Regions from separate parts of the Rattus norvegicus genome. Here region 2 is linked to region 1. Evidence: chromatin contacts called from public Hi-C data. All regions are on one chromosome and are shown on one strand. The core of a region is the stretch at or near the end of the contact, and the rest is flanking DNA. Distances in the headings are between cores, read along the strand shown. Region 1 holds the start of Tmem184b (transmembrane protein 184B). Region 2 has its middle 14 kb from the start of Csnk1e.

Region 1 (6,708 bases), core at 1,111-3,610:
CAAATTCAGGGCACACAGGAAATATTCAGGAAGTACCTGCTGCCCCCCAAAGCCTCAGCCAAGGTCCTGGGGCAGACCCCACACCAAACTCTGAGCCTAGCTCCAGGCTTCCCAACACTCACACCAAATCCCCAGTCTCATTCGCTGCTACTCACTTTCAAAACAATAAAAGCCTGGGCCCTGCCTTGCCTAGCAGTTTCTACTCCAGGGAACATGCTGAGAGAAATGCCACAGTGGGGACTGGAAATAGCACTGAGCCCCTCTTGGGGAGAGGCCTGGGCAGGCCAGCTGGCAAACAGGAGCAAAACCTCAAAGGCAGAGAGTGCTAGAGGGCTGAGGACATGGCTCGGTGGCACAGTGCCTCCTGAGTGCCTCAGGTCCTGACCAAGTGCACACGACCAAAACAGAGGAAAGAATGGGAGAAAGCAGACTGCAGACAGGAGGCCAGGGCCACAGAACTAGGACAAGCTGGTCACTGACGCCCTCCCACACAGAAGCTCTTCTCTCCTTCTTAGTACAACCCCATCACCCTGGGAGCAACTTACCAGTCATCCCCCAGGACTGCACAAGGACGCCCAGGTCACATAAGGATCTTAGGGGAGTATTTAGAGCCTCACCACCGACACTGGCCAATGGGGTCACAATCTATATTCACCTCCCCGGCAGACTGGGAGCCTATAGAAGCAGGTACTAGATCCTGTTCCTCCGTGTTCTACATCAGGAACATCAGGGAGAGAAATGGGCCAGCAGGGACTGGAGGCAGCCCTGAGCACACAGTAGATTCTCAGTACGTTACAAGGCAATTTGGCATACGTAGGGATGAAGGACTCTACTAGAGCCTACTAGTACCACACCGACAAGTGAGTCACTAATCTCCATCCCACCCCACCCACCTTGACCTGCTGCCTCAGTTTCCTCTCCCGTAACCATGCATGATAATTTAGTCATACAACTGCTGTGAGAACAAACTGGGATAACATGGATAGCAAAAAGCCTATGAGGAATGTCAGTCGCCAAACTTTGGCTCAACTATCCCTCTGTACTGAAGTCTTGTTTTGTTTTGTTTTTTTTCCTGGCCTGTTCCCCCCTCCCATCTCCCCAGCACTGAATCCACCTCTGTACGCCTCTGCCTTTGTCTTGTGTTTCTGGAATCCCTGTACTTATTTCCAATTCTGATTCTGCCCAAGCCCCTGAGGGCTCCTGGATGCCTAGATCCTCACATCTATGTGCATGTGGGGGCACCAGCCTGGCTTCTGGGGCTCCCCCACCCTAGGGTTCCAACTTAGGCACAGAACAGAACTCTCAAGATATTCAGCTGTACAGAGCCCAAGGGCCCACCAAACTTGTTGACACGGAGGGATGCTGCAAACAGCCCGTCAAGAAAGCCAGACCTCTGAGACCTGCACCGTGTGTGTGTGTGTGTGTGTGTGTGTGTGTGTGTGTGTGTGTGTGTGTGTGTGTGTGTTGGCTGGGTCTGAAGCACTAGCCTCCAGGGCACAGATTGCTACTTCTCTCCTTACACAAAGCACCTGGCATCCGGATGAATAATACATGGACCTTCACCTCACACACAGGTATCAGGCAGGACGACACCTGCTTTGCCCCACCAAGACCTCCAAGGGAAGGATGGATGCGATGTCTTGCCTCATACAGTCCTCCAGAAAGGATACAAACTAAAACTCCGAGCCCATTCCCCAGACTCCTTTGCTTTGCCACTGCCTGGAGCTCCCTAGCCCTGAAGTCCTAGTCAAGCAAGGTGTCCAAGGGCGTGCCCCGGAAAACAGGCACAACACACCCAAACAATCTCTAGGGTTCCTTTGAGCATCCAACATCCTGGGGGCCCCGGATTCCAATCTGTCCCCCTCCAAATCTACTGACTTGTGTGCAAAACGCGCGCACACCCCCCATTTACGCATGTACCGCCTCAAGGGCCGACCACCCGGCCAGGTCAAAGCCACTGCACTGGGGACCGACGCCTCTCCGCTCCGTTCAGTCCTGCCAGGATGCAGCACATCCACCGCGACGCGCACAGTCCCATCGGTAAGAGGCTGGGCCCCGCGCCGCCCACCCCGGCTCCCCCACGAGCAGGTCGGGTTACACTCAGGGCCCCGCCACGCTGGCGAAGCGGGCACACCCACGGGCTGCTCGGGGGGCCTCTAAGTCCCTTCCTCCCTGCGGGAAGTCCCCAGCTGGGGTTCTCCCCAAAGTGCAATCCCCGCCCGGCCCCGCGCATCCCTCCGCCCGGGTACCTCAGGAGCCCATGGCGCTGGAGTCTGCAGGCGGAGCAGGCGGCGCCGCAGCCCGGTTTCTCAGCCGCCGCTGGCGCGTCCCGAGCCCCGCCGAGTACCGCCGCGACGCGCCTGCGCACTCGGAACGCCGCTGGCGGGGGCGGGGCCGGAGCGCGCAGCTGAGGTCACTCGCTGAGCCTTAAAGGGACCGCGCACTAAGAAGCACCACGCTCAAATCTCCAGCCAGGAGGATGGTGCTGTCCTCTCGCAACTCGCAAAGGCACCGTGAGAGACCCAAGGCCCAGATTCCCGAGTCCCATCCACTACAGTCCTGGGATGCAGACAAACTGTCCCAGACATTCGCGGGCTAGCTAGAGTTTCGATTCTCTGAAAGCCTTGTGTGCGTCAACTCTGAAGGTGAAACGAGATCCAGTTGTCCTTTGAGATAGGGAGGGTGAGTGTGAGGCTATGGAACGGACTTCCACGGAGCGTTTTGTGTAGTTGTACAAAATGAATCTGATCCGGTGGAGCTGCCCCGCCTCGTTCCTGGCTGCCTAACTAACCGATTCTGGAGGTGTCATTCCAGCCCCTATCCCATTTTGATTTGTGAGGTCCCCACGTCTTACCCAGATGACTGAAATGCGTAATATGCAACCAAGTTTATTTTTATCTCCAGCTCCAACTGTCTGCCGACGCTTCTTAGCGGGCTCAGCTGCTTCCCCTTCCACACACGTTTCTTCACAGCATTCCCCAATCCTGCTTCCAGTCTCCAAGTCAGAAGGTCTGGAATCATCCTTGAGTGCTCCCCCTCGTCCCATCAGCGTGGACAGGACATCCTGCATCCCTAGACTCTAACCTCCACCCTACCATACTGCTGCCATGTGGTCCAGGCTCTGCCCAGGTGCTTTGGACATCCACTAAGACAGCACCAATTTTCCAACCTTGTCCTCTGCAGGTGTTTGTGTCGATGTGAGAATCAGGGATTCCTTAAAAATCTAGGTCAGTGGAGGAATGCTTACTAAGCATTCACCAGACCCTTCTTTTGATTCTTTGCACCAGAATAAAGAAACCCATCCAAAATATAGCACTTCGCTCAAAACTGCAACTAGTTCCCCATGTCATGAAGTGGAGCCAACGACTGCAGATCTCTGCACAGCCTTGATCAGCATCTCCCTCGGCAGGCATGCCTCAGCCCGTCTCCCCCTTTTCCTGGACACTGGCCTCTTGCTTTCTCTATAGCCAGGTGTAGGCATTCAGCTTCCATGCCTTTGCACCTGATGTCCCCTCTGCCGTGGTTACAGTTTTTCAGGCACCTTTGAAGGTGTCTTCAAAGGTTTGCTCTGCTGGTTTTTCTAGGGAAGCTGAAGAGGCAGGACTGTTCTGAGACAAATATCTCCTACCAGAGTAAGACTGCTGAGCCCCTCACATGCAGTCCATATTCAATAGCTCACTGTGCCCTGTCCTCCCAATAAAATTGAATTTCTAACATGCGTCGATCATTTTCCTATCTTCTCATTCATCTTCCAGGAGAACCCGAGTTCCAGAAAGACTGTTGCATTAACTTTGTCTGGGGAGATATATACCCCAAGTAGGAAGGCACCCAAACAGATCAAAGATTCTACTCAACTCTCCCTCCATGAATCTGTGAGTTTTGGGGGCTTTCTATGGCAAAATGGGGGAGGGATTACTGGCAGCTGTGATGTGTAACTCTCCCCAACCCGCAGTTGAATGGCCTTTGGGAATTAGAGTTCTTGGGAGGTAGAAAATTATAGAAGGGGGAGCCATTCCCATGAAGCTGTGGAGAGGTATTACCCATGCCGGACTGGGACTCTTTTCTTTTTTCATGTTGCTTTTTAAATACTAAGCAATCGTTCCCTCTTGCTCCTATAAGCAGCTGTAATAGACACATTGAACATTCATTCACCAAGCCAGATTGGGTAGGATCATTCCTTTTTTCTGTGGCTTAGTCCCTTACCTGGGATGAGCAGATGCTTGTTTGCATCTCCCCAGGAAAAGTGAATGCAGCAAGATCAGAGATGTCTGATGGTTTTTTTGTTTTCTAATGAAAGCACCTGAGTACTCTGCACCCGGGTTGGCATGGCAAGCATGTACGGAAAGTGTCTGTAACACTGACAAATATAATTGCTAGATCCTGAGGGGAAGCTCAGGGTAATGGTACTTGGCCACCTGAGTTCAACCCCATGACTACATGACCTAGAGGCACACAGAGTGACATGAACACACACACACACACACACACACACATACACACATACACACACACACAGAACACACACACACACTAATAGATATATATTTTTCAAAGAAAAAAAGACTAGTAGCCTTTAATTGCATCGTATAGGAAGCAGGAGCAATTAGATCTCTGTGAATTCAAGGCCAGCCTGGTCTATGTAGCAAGTTTTAGGCCAGCCATGGCTACATAGTGAGACAGTCAGTCAAAAAATAAATTAGCAGAGGGACAGTGGTACACACCTTTATTCCCAGCACTAGGGAGGCAGAGGCAGGTGGATCTCTGAGTTCAAAGCCAGCCTGATCTACAGAATGAGTTCTAGGACAGACAAGGCTATGTAGAGAAATCCTTTAGATAGATAGATAGATAGATAGATAGATAGATAGATAGATAGATAGACAGACAGACAAATGGGTGGATGGATAGGTAGATAGATGATAGATAGATAGATAGATAGATAGATAGATAGATAGATAATTGATAGCAGATAGGGAGATATAGATGATAGTTGATAAATGTATGGATAGATGACTGACAGATAGATAGATAGATAGATAGATAGATAGATAGATAGATGAATGGATAGTAGATGGAATGATCTCTTCTGTCTTAGGGTTTCTATTCCTGCAAAAAACATCATGACCATGAAGCAAGTTGGGGAGGAAAGGGTTTATTCAGCTTACACTTCCACATTGCTGTTCATCACCAAAGTAAATCAGGACAGGAACTCACACAGGATTGGAACCTGGAAGCAGGAGGTGATGCAGAGGCCATGGAGGAATGCTGCTTACTGACTTGGTTCCCCTGGATTGCTCAGCTTGCTTTCTTATAGAACCCAGAACTACCAGCCCAGGGATGGCACCACCCACAATGGCCTCGGCCCTCCCGACTTGATTACTAATTGAGAAAATGTCTTAAAGCTGGATCTCATGAAGGCATTTCTACAAGAGAGATTTCTTCATCTGTGATAACTCCAGCTTGTGTCAAGTTGACACACAAAACCAGCCAGTACATTTTCCCAACCCAGATTTAAAATTCACAACTTCCCAGTAGCCCCGTCAGAGTTGCTAACCCTTCTAGGCAAAGTCCTTGCCCCAACTGTCACCGTGTCTATACCACTTATAAACCAGTTCAATAGTCCCTGCTCCATCCAGAGCTGTTAGGCCAAACCATATTCAAATCCAGATTCTTAAGTCCCTGCACCCCAGGGGTACTCATGGTTCTCAAGTTACAGCTGCCTTGTCTGGCAAGGCACAGGCAGGTGCTGGGTATTTTTAGGCATGTGTTGCCAGAAAAGGGTCTCAAAACAGAAAGTCACCTGACCTGGTGACAGAGCCTTTGACAGGTGCCACTTGGAGCCAGGAGTTATTCCCCTCAGCACTTAAGCTTTCTGAAAAGGTGAGAGCCAGCGAGCTGGCTTGGTGGTGAACGTATTTGCTGCCAAGCTTGAGGACTGGAGTTAGATCCTGTGGACCCACATGATGGAAAATAGGGCACTGTGTCCTGTGAGTCCCTCCCCCACCCCCACATCATACACTCACAAATAAATGTATGTAAAAATGGAGGTACATCTCCTCCCCCACTCTATGCAATTTTACTCTCAGCCTTCTACCTGTCCTTTCTACTCAAAGATGTCTCATCTCCTGCCAGTCTGTGGCCACCACCCTGCTTCAGCCTGCTTCAACTTCTAGACCATTCTCCTCACACCTGCTCATCAATGCTGAAGGAACATCTTTCCCCACCCCCTTCTATTCTTGCTCCTTTTCCCCCTTGTTCATCTATTTGCTGCAGTGACTAGAACCCGGGACCTCTGCATGCAGGACACGCTGCTGTTCCGCTGAGGTAAGCCACAGCTACTAGAGCGCCATTTTTGTTTTTTTGTTTTTGTTTTTGTTTTTTGTTTTTTGTTTTTTCTTTTTCTTTTTTTCGGAGCTGGGGACCGAACCCAGGGACCTTGTGCTCGCTAGGCAAGCGCTCTACTGAGCTAAATCCCCAACCCCCATTTTTGTTTTGAGACAGGACCTCGTTCTCATTCTGTTGAAACTTACTAGGGAGCCCATGCTGGCCTCAAACTTCCTTAACTTCCCAAACTGTGGGATCATAGATAGCTCCCTGTTTTGATCAATTTGTTTTACCATAAGGAAACCTTAGAAACAACTTGACAGCCACTGAAGAAAATTAAGGAAATGAAGTGATCCACATAACGATGGTCAATATCTATTAAATAAT
Region 2 (6,708 bases), core at 2,645-5,144, 54 kb after region 1:
GGAAGCTCTGGCCTCAAGCCCCAATACTACACATATCAGGCCTGGTGGCAGCACAGGCCTGCGTTCCCAGCACACGAGGATCAGAAGTTCAGTGTCATCCTCAGCTACATGACAGGCTCAAGTCAAGCCGGACTATGACTCAAAAACTAAAAACCAAACTCACCAGTGCTGTGAAGGACGCTGAGGTGGCCAGGCACGAGGCTGGTACTCTGCTGCTTTTGTCTCTTGAGACAGGCAGTGCAGCTAAAGGTAGTGTGGAACTCTCAAGCTCAAATCTTCCTCTCACCTCCACCTCCCAAGGGCTGCTGGCATTACAGACCTGTACCTCCAAGCTTGACCGGAGGTCTGGGTCTTGATCAGATCAGTGGAAGAGAAGTAAACGGGTCCCAGGCCCAAGGTAGGGACTTGATTCTGAGTTCTGGACCTCATAGGCCCTCTAACTGTTAAAAATGTGACTACGACTGGGTGCTGGTGGTGGGAATATCTTTTTATTTTTAGCACTCCAGAGACAGAAGTGAGTGAATCTCTGTGAGTTTGAGGCCAGCCTGGTCTACAGAGTGAGTTCCAGGACAGCCAGGGCTACTCAGAGAAATCCTGGCTCAAAAATAAATAAATAAATAAAAATGTGGCTACAAAATGAAACCTATTGGGGCTGGAGAGATGGCTCAGTGGTTAAGAGCACTGACTGCTCTTCCAGAGGTCCTGAGTTCAATTCCCAGCAACCACATGGTGGCTCACAACCATCTGTAATGAGATCCGATGCCCTCTTCTGGTGTGTCTGAAGACAGCTACAGTGTACTCACATGTATTAAATAAATAAACTTTTTTTTTTAAAAATGAAACCTATTGGCTGTGGAGGGGGAGCCATCGGCCCTAACTCTCACAACAGAACACAATCCTCTTCGATTTCCGGGTATAAGGGGACCTGGTTACCTACCACCTGGTTACCTACCACCCCGAGGCATCAGACCAGGTGGACAGGGACACAGATGGACGGTGAGTCCTAGCTGCAGGCCCCTGACACCTAGGTGCTACCCCAGGGCTCTCAGCCTCTGCTTCTCATCTGTGGAAGCACAGTGGAGGAGATCCCAGGAAAGCTCCAAGTCTCAGAGGGCAGCTGCAGGGGGTGGGGAAGAGAGGGATGAATGTAACTGCCCACCCTAACAGGAAGCCACAGCTGCCCCACCCCTAGTCCTAACACTTAACATCTGAAGGCAGTTAGGAAGCTCAGAAGGGGAGAGGCAGAGTGGGGTGCATGACTAGCCGTTGACCCAAGGTAGGAGGTGTAGTGAGAACTCCAGAGTTTTGATTTCTTTTAAAACCAGAGAACTGGTATAAGAATGCACTTCTGGGGGTTGGGGATTTAGCTCAGTGGTAGAGCGCTTGCCTAGCAAGTGCAAAGCCCTAGGTTCGGTCCCCAGCTGGGGGGGGGTGGGGGGGTGGGGGGGTGGGGTGCGCTTCTGTTTTAATCCCAGGTGTGGGACACCGGGCTGCTTCAGACTGTCTATAGCAACTGACTGTGATTTGCCTTGTGCTCTAGGGCATGGTTTTGCCAGCTGCAGACAGTTTCTTCGACTGCGACACTTGGAATTCTGGGAAATTTTCAGGGTGTGTGTGCAGTTAGTTAGCAGCCGTGCTCAAAGAAGAAACAAGAAGAAATTAGGTTCAGAGTTCTCTCCACCACCACCCCCCATCCTTCCTTCTCTCCTATCTAGTGATAGGGGGTGACGGGGGGGGGGGTGGAGGGGGGCATAAAGGGTGGGAAAAGGAAGAACCCACACAGTAACAAAGACTGGCTATAAGGAGGCCTGGTTTCTTATGCACTGACAGGTAGTGAATGGATTTGGGAGCTGTCAGACCCATTTCACAGAGGAGGAAGTAGAGACTCAACAGAGACTCCTGTTTGAGTCACCCTTGACCCACACTCTCTTATCCCAGTCAGGCTCTGAGATCCTGTGTGCATGCACACAGCAGGCTCTGTGGAGGCCAGAGGACAAACTTTAGGAGTCAGCTTTCTCCTCCTACCATGTGGATTCTGGGATCTTCAGCCTTGATAAGCCATTTACCTTCTGGGTCAACTCACTGGCAAACCTCTCTTTATTCTTATTTTATGTTTGTTATTCTTATGTGTTTGGCCTGCATGTGTCTGTAGGAGGGCGTCAGATCCCCTGGAACTGAGTTACAGACAGTCCTAAGCTACCATGTGAGTGCTGGAAATTGAACCTGGGTCCTGTAGAAAAGCAGCCAACGCTCTTTTTTTTTTTTTTTTGGTCTTTTTTTCGGAGCTGGGGACCGAACCCAGGGCCTTGTGCTTCCTAGGCAAGCGCTCTACCACTGAGCTAAATCCCCAGCCCCGCAGCCAATGCTCTTAACCACTGAGCCATCTCTCCAGCCCCAACCCTGGGGTCTGCTTTTAAGACAAGGTCTCAAGTATCTTAGGCTGGCTTCAAACTCAAAAGGTAGCTGAAGTTAACCTTGAACTTTTGATCCAGTTCTGCATTCACATCTGGAGTGCTAGGATCACAGGGTTGAGCTACCACTAGAGGCTGGAGTAGTATGAGGGACCCAACACTTTGTAAAAGTTAAGCTAGCACTCTACCAATTTATCCACTCCAGCCCTCCACCTCACCTCACCCCTGCTTTTTGATATTTATAAGACAAGAACTCATACAACCCATGCTGTAGCAGAGTTCACCTCGAACTCTTGTCTCTCCAGCCTTTACTTCCCCAGGGCTGGGATTACAAACCTGTTCTACCCTGCCCACATGACTCTTGAACAAATCTTATTCTCTAATGCCATGTCTGCCCTGGAATTGAGCTCAAAGCCCCCCTGCACCTTCTCCTTTCTTTTCTTCCAGTCTGAATCTCTTCCTTGGGCGCACACCAAGAGGCTGACTCTACATGTCTGGTGGTCACTGGCCCTGCCTCTGGAACATTGTGTCTGCCCCACAGTGTGGGCCTATACTGTCCCCTTTGGAGCCTGTCCATCTGTTCGAGACCAGAGAACTCCACTCTGGGAGACCTCCCTCCTCAGCACCTTCTCTAGGTCCAAGGCTCTGAATGCACAGCGCCGTTCTGCTCACATTAGCCCTTTATGCCTCAGACCACACATCTGGGAAGGAAGCTCTCTGTCTCACTCCTCAGAACAAGGTGGTCTTTCCCCACTGTCCGGCGGTAGGGCTCCTGACCTCTCCTCTCCAAATGCGGCTTTCTACATTACCTTCATCTCCCCTCACTTCCTTCCTCTGGGGTTCAGAACATTGCCCAATCACTGGCCATTTCTCATTTGTAACACTATCCAGCCCTTAATAAGTGATTACACACACATACCGGGATGAGTAACAGCAGAAGATGCTCATACAATGTTGAGAGAAAAGCAAGACATAGAAACTGTAAATACAGTATAGAAAACGACGGCCAAATCCCCTGAGCACAGAAAGACTGCAAGGACATACACCCAAATCCCACGGCAGCTCCGTTTGGGTCTCAGGAACGCTGAGAACGTCGTCCTTAGTTTTCTCAGTTTAACAACTACTCGTTCAGTGCACACTTCTAAGAACAGCATCATATAAAACAGTAATAATGTATTTGTGGTTTAAGCATTTCAGACCAGCTCCTTCCGGCTTTACTTCCCGAGCCTCGAATACCTCCAAAGCCTACGTTTTCAAGTTCAGGTAAGTGAGAGACCAGAAAGGAGTTTGGAAGCATAGTTCCTCCAGCCACCAGCACCCAGCTCCTTCCATGCTTTGCCAAGCCTGGCCTCTGAGCTCCTCCTGTGGGGCTTACCTGATGCAGGGAGGTCAGCCTCCGCAGCTCGGCTCTAAGACGCGCACACCTGTCACTCTAGGTGAGGACTCGCTCGCCAGCCGGGAGCCCCGGAGGAGGGAGTCGGAGGGGGCGGGGCGTGACGTCACCAAGCCCCGCCCCCGACTCTCCTGTCCCGCCCCGGCTTCCCAGCCCTGGGGGTTCGTGGTTCTCATGCTTGTTGGGTGTCCACACTCACGCCCTGCGTGCCTGGGCTCTTGGCCATCTGCCCTGCCTCCTCCTCCCACCCACTCCTGTTAATGTGGAGCCGTCAGACTCTAGGTTGAAGCTATCTGGGACCGGGAGCAGGGATCTGATGCCCAGTGTGTTTTCTTCTTTTTATAGATGTTCTCTACCCCTCAACTTTCCCCTATCCCGCCTCCCCCTGCTAAGGGTTCCGGGAGAGGGGGTTATGGAACCCTGTGGGTTGGGTAAAGGTCGCCTGGTTCAGATGCTCCTACAGTCACATCGCTACACACAGGTGACTCAGGAAAAGAGGTCTCATTGGAAAGGTGCTAGCTACCCCAAAGCTTTAAAAGACGGGTTTGCTTTGGACCAGCCAGTTTTCCGAATTCTGTCCTAAGAAAGACATCTGCGATACATATAATTGTGGGTTTTGTTTGTTTTGTTTTGTATAATGGTAAAAACTGGGGTGAGTCTAAAAGTCCAACAAAGTGGGGAATTGATGAGTAGCCAACTACACAATAGAAGGTTATGCAAGCATCAAAGGCTATGTTTACAAACAGCTTATGATAATATGAGGAAATATTATAATATTAAGGGAATTAAAAGCAGGATGTAGACACAGTCACAGTTGAAAACAAAGCACAATTTGTGCATGGGGAAGAAAATGCTCGCTGTGCCCTTGGTGGGTGGAGGCATGGCGAGGCTTGTTTGGATCTTTCTTTTCAACCTTTAATGGGCTTATTTCACTGCACGGAATTCTTTTACTTTGCTCTTGTGCGGAGGGCTTTGTGAACGTGAGGCAAGCACCCTTCCACCAAGGCTTCACTTCCTGAAAAGTCCCCATTAGCACAGCCCCTCGATGCCCTCCCATAGGCCAGGGGGAGGAAGAGCTACACTTCCCTGAGTTAGAAGGAAATGAAGATCTGAGAGGCCCTTTCTTCAGTCACATGACTAGGAAGGGTCAGAGAAGGGCTACTCTGTCCCAAGACCCCTTAAACTGACTTTTAGCAAGTTCCCAGACCAAAAGTGCCACCAGCTTCAGTTGGGCTAAAGGAATTGGGAGGTGGTCATCCTCTACGATAGCCTCAAAGGAAGTCCATGATTCCGGGAGCCACTTTGTGTGGGGACAGTCCCAGCTTCCCTCCTGTAGCGAATGAGCCTCTCAGGACCCAGGAGACCCTGGGGTGACCACTGTAGCAATGGGACAGAGGCTCCCAGGGGAAGGTGTGGGCTGAAACGTCGCTAGAGAACTCTGCTCCATCTTTAATAGCTTTCATAAGCTTTCTGACTTGGTGTGGTAGTAAGTTCAGTACTTGGAGGGGCTGAGGCAGGAGAATTGAGTCGGGGACATCTGGAAGGAAAGGGGAACATTTCAGACATGCTTCAGTGAACATCTTTGATAAATAGCTGGTTCCCTAAGACTCCAACACCAAGTACAATACCCCATCACTCCATGCTCCACACCACGTACCTCTGTTCCGTTGCTTCAATGTGCACACCCCTGCAACAACACCATCACCATCACCACCACCACCACCACCATCACCACCACCACCACCATCACTACCACCACCACCATCACCACCACCATCACCACCACCACCACCATCACCACCACCACCACCATCACTACCACCACCACCATCACCACCACCATCACCACCACCACCATCACCACCACCACCACCACCATCACCACCATCACCACCATCACCATCACCACCACCATCACCACCACCACCACCATCACCACCACCACCACCACCACCACCATCACCACCACCACCACCATCACTACCACCACCACCATCACCACCACCATCACCACCACCACCATCACCACCACCACCACCACCATCACCACCATCACCACCATCACCATCACCACCACCATCACCACCACCACCATCACCACCACCATCACCACCACCATCACCACCACCACCACCATCACCACCACCATCACCATCACCACCACCATCACCACCACCACCACCATCACCACCACCACCACCATCACCATCACCACCACCACCACCACCATCACCACCATCACCATCACCACCACCATCACCACCACCATCACAACCACCATCACCACCACCATCACCACCACCACCACCATCACCACCACCACCACCATCACCACCACCACCACCATCACCACCACCACCACCATCACCACCACCATCACCACCACCACCACCATCACCACCACCACCACCATCACCACCACCACCACCATCACCACCACCATCACCACCACCATCACCACCACCATCACCACCACCATCACCACCACCACCGTCATCAGCGTCATGACCACCACCAAGTGCCCCTTAGGGACAGGAGAGGTAGCTTAGCAGTTAATAGCACTAGCTGCCCGTGCAGAGCCTCAGGTTCAATTCCTAGCACCCACACAGCTCACAACCATCTAGAACTCCAGACCCAGGGCATCTGCCACCCTTTGCTGACGTCCATGAACACTGCATACATGTGCAACTCCAGGCAGAGAACCCAAACAACTTCAACAAGATAATTTTAATAATTTTAATAATTTTTACATTAGAAATAAATACATGGGGTTGGGGATTTAGCTCGGTGGTAGAGCGCTTGCCTAGCAAGCGCAAGGCCCTGGGTTCGGTCCCCAGCTCCGAAAAAAAAGAAAAAAAAAAGAAAGAAAGAATACATAAGACCCCCTCCCTGATCCCCACTCTC

The links. Hi-C and Micro-C count contacts between places; a contact is called where the count stands out from the background.
Region 2: a contact with region 1 is called in a Hi-C map of liver, with 2.1 times the contacts expected there. The contact joins the enhancer-like site here to the promoter of Tmem184b in region 1. A contact is called at or near these places in 4 of 12 Hi-C or Micro-C datasets (the Rat2 cell line, hepatocytes, liver and 1 more).

The regions. Positions count from the first base shown.
Region 1 is chr7:112,845,991-112,852,698 of GRCr8, forward strand. Tmem184b (transmembrane protein 184B) reads right to left here and starts at 2,361. Exons shown (of 9, transcript NM_001173370.1): 1 at 2,250-2,361.
Region 2 is chr7:112,898,212-112,904,919 of GRCr8, forward strand. No RefSeq gene overlaps it. Among named protein-coding and RNA genes, the nearest start is that of Csnk1e, 14 kb to the left of the region's middle. Within about 2 kb of position 3,895, at least 12 of the 93 cell types and tissues checked have an H3K27ac peak or open chromatin away from gene starts, as enhancers often do. A contact at or near this core is called in liver, where this site is marked.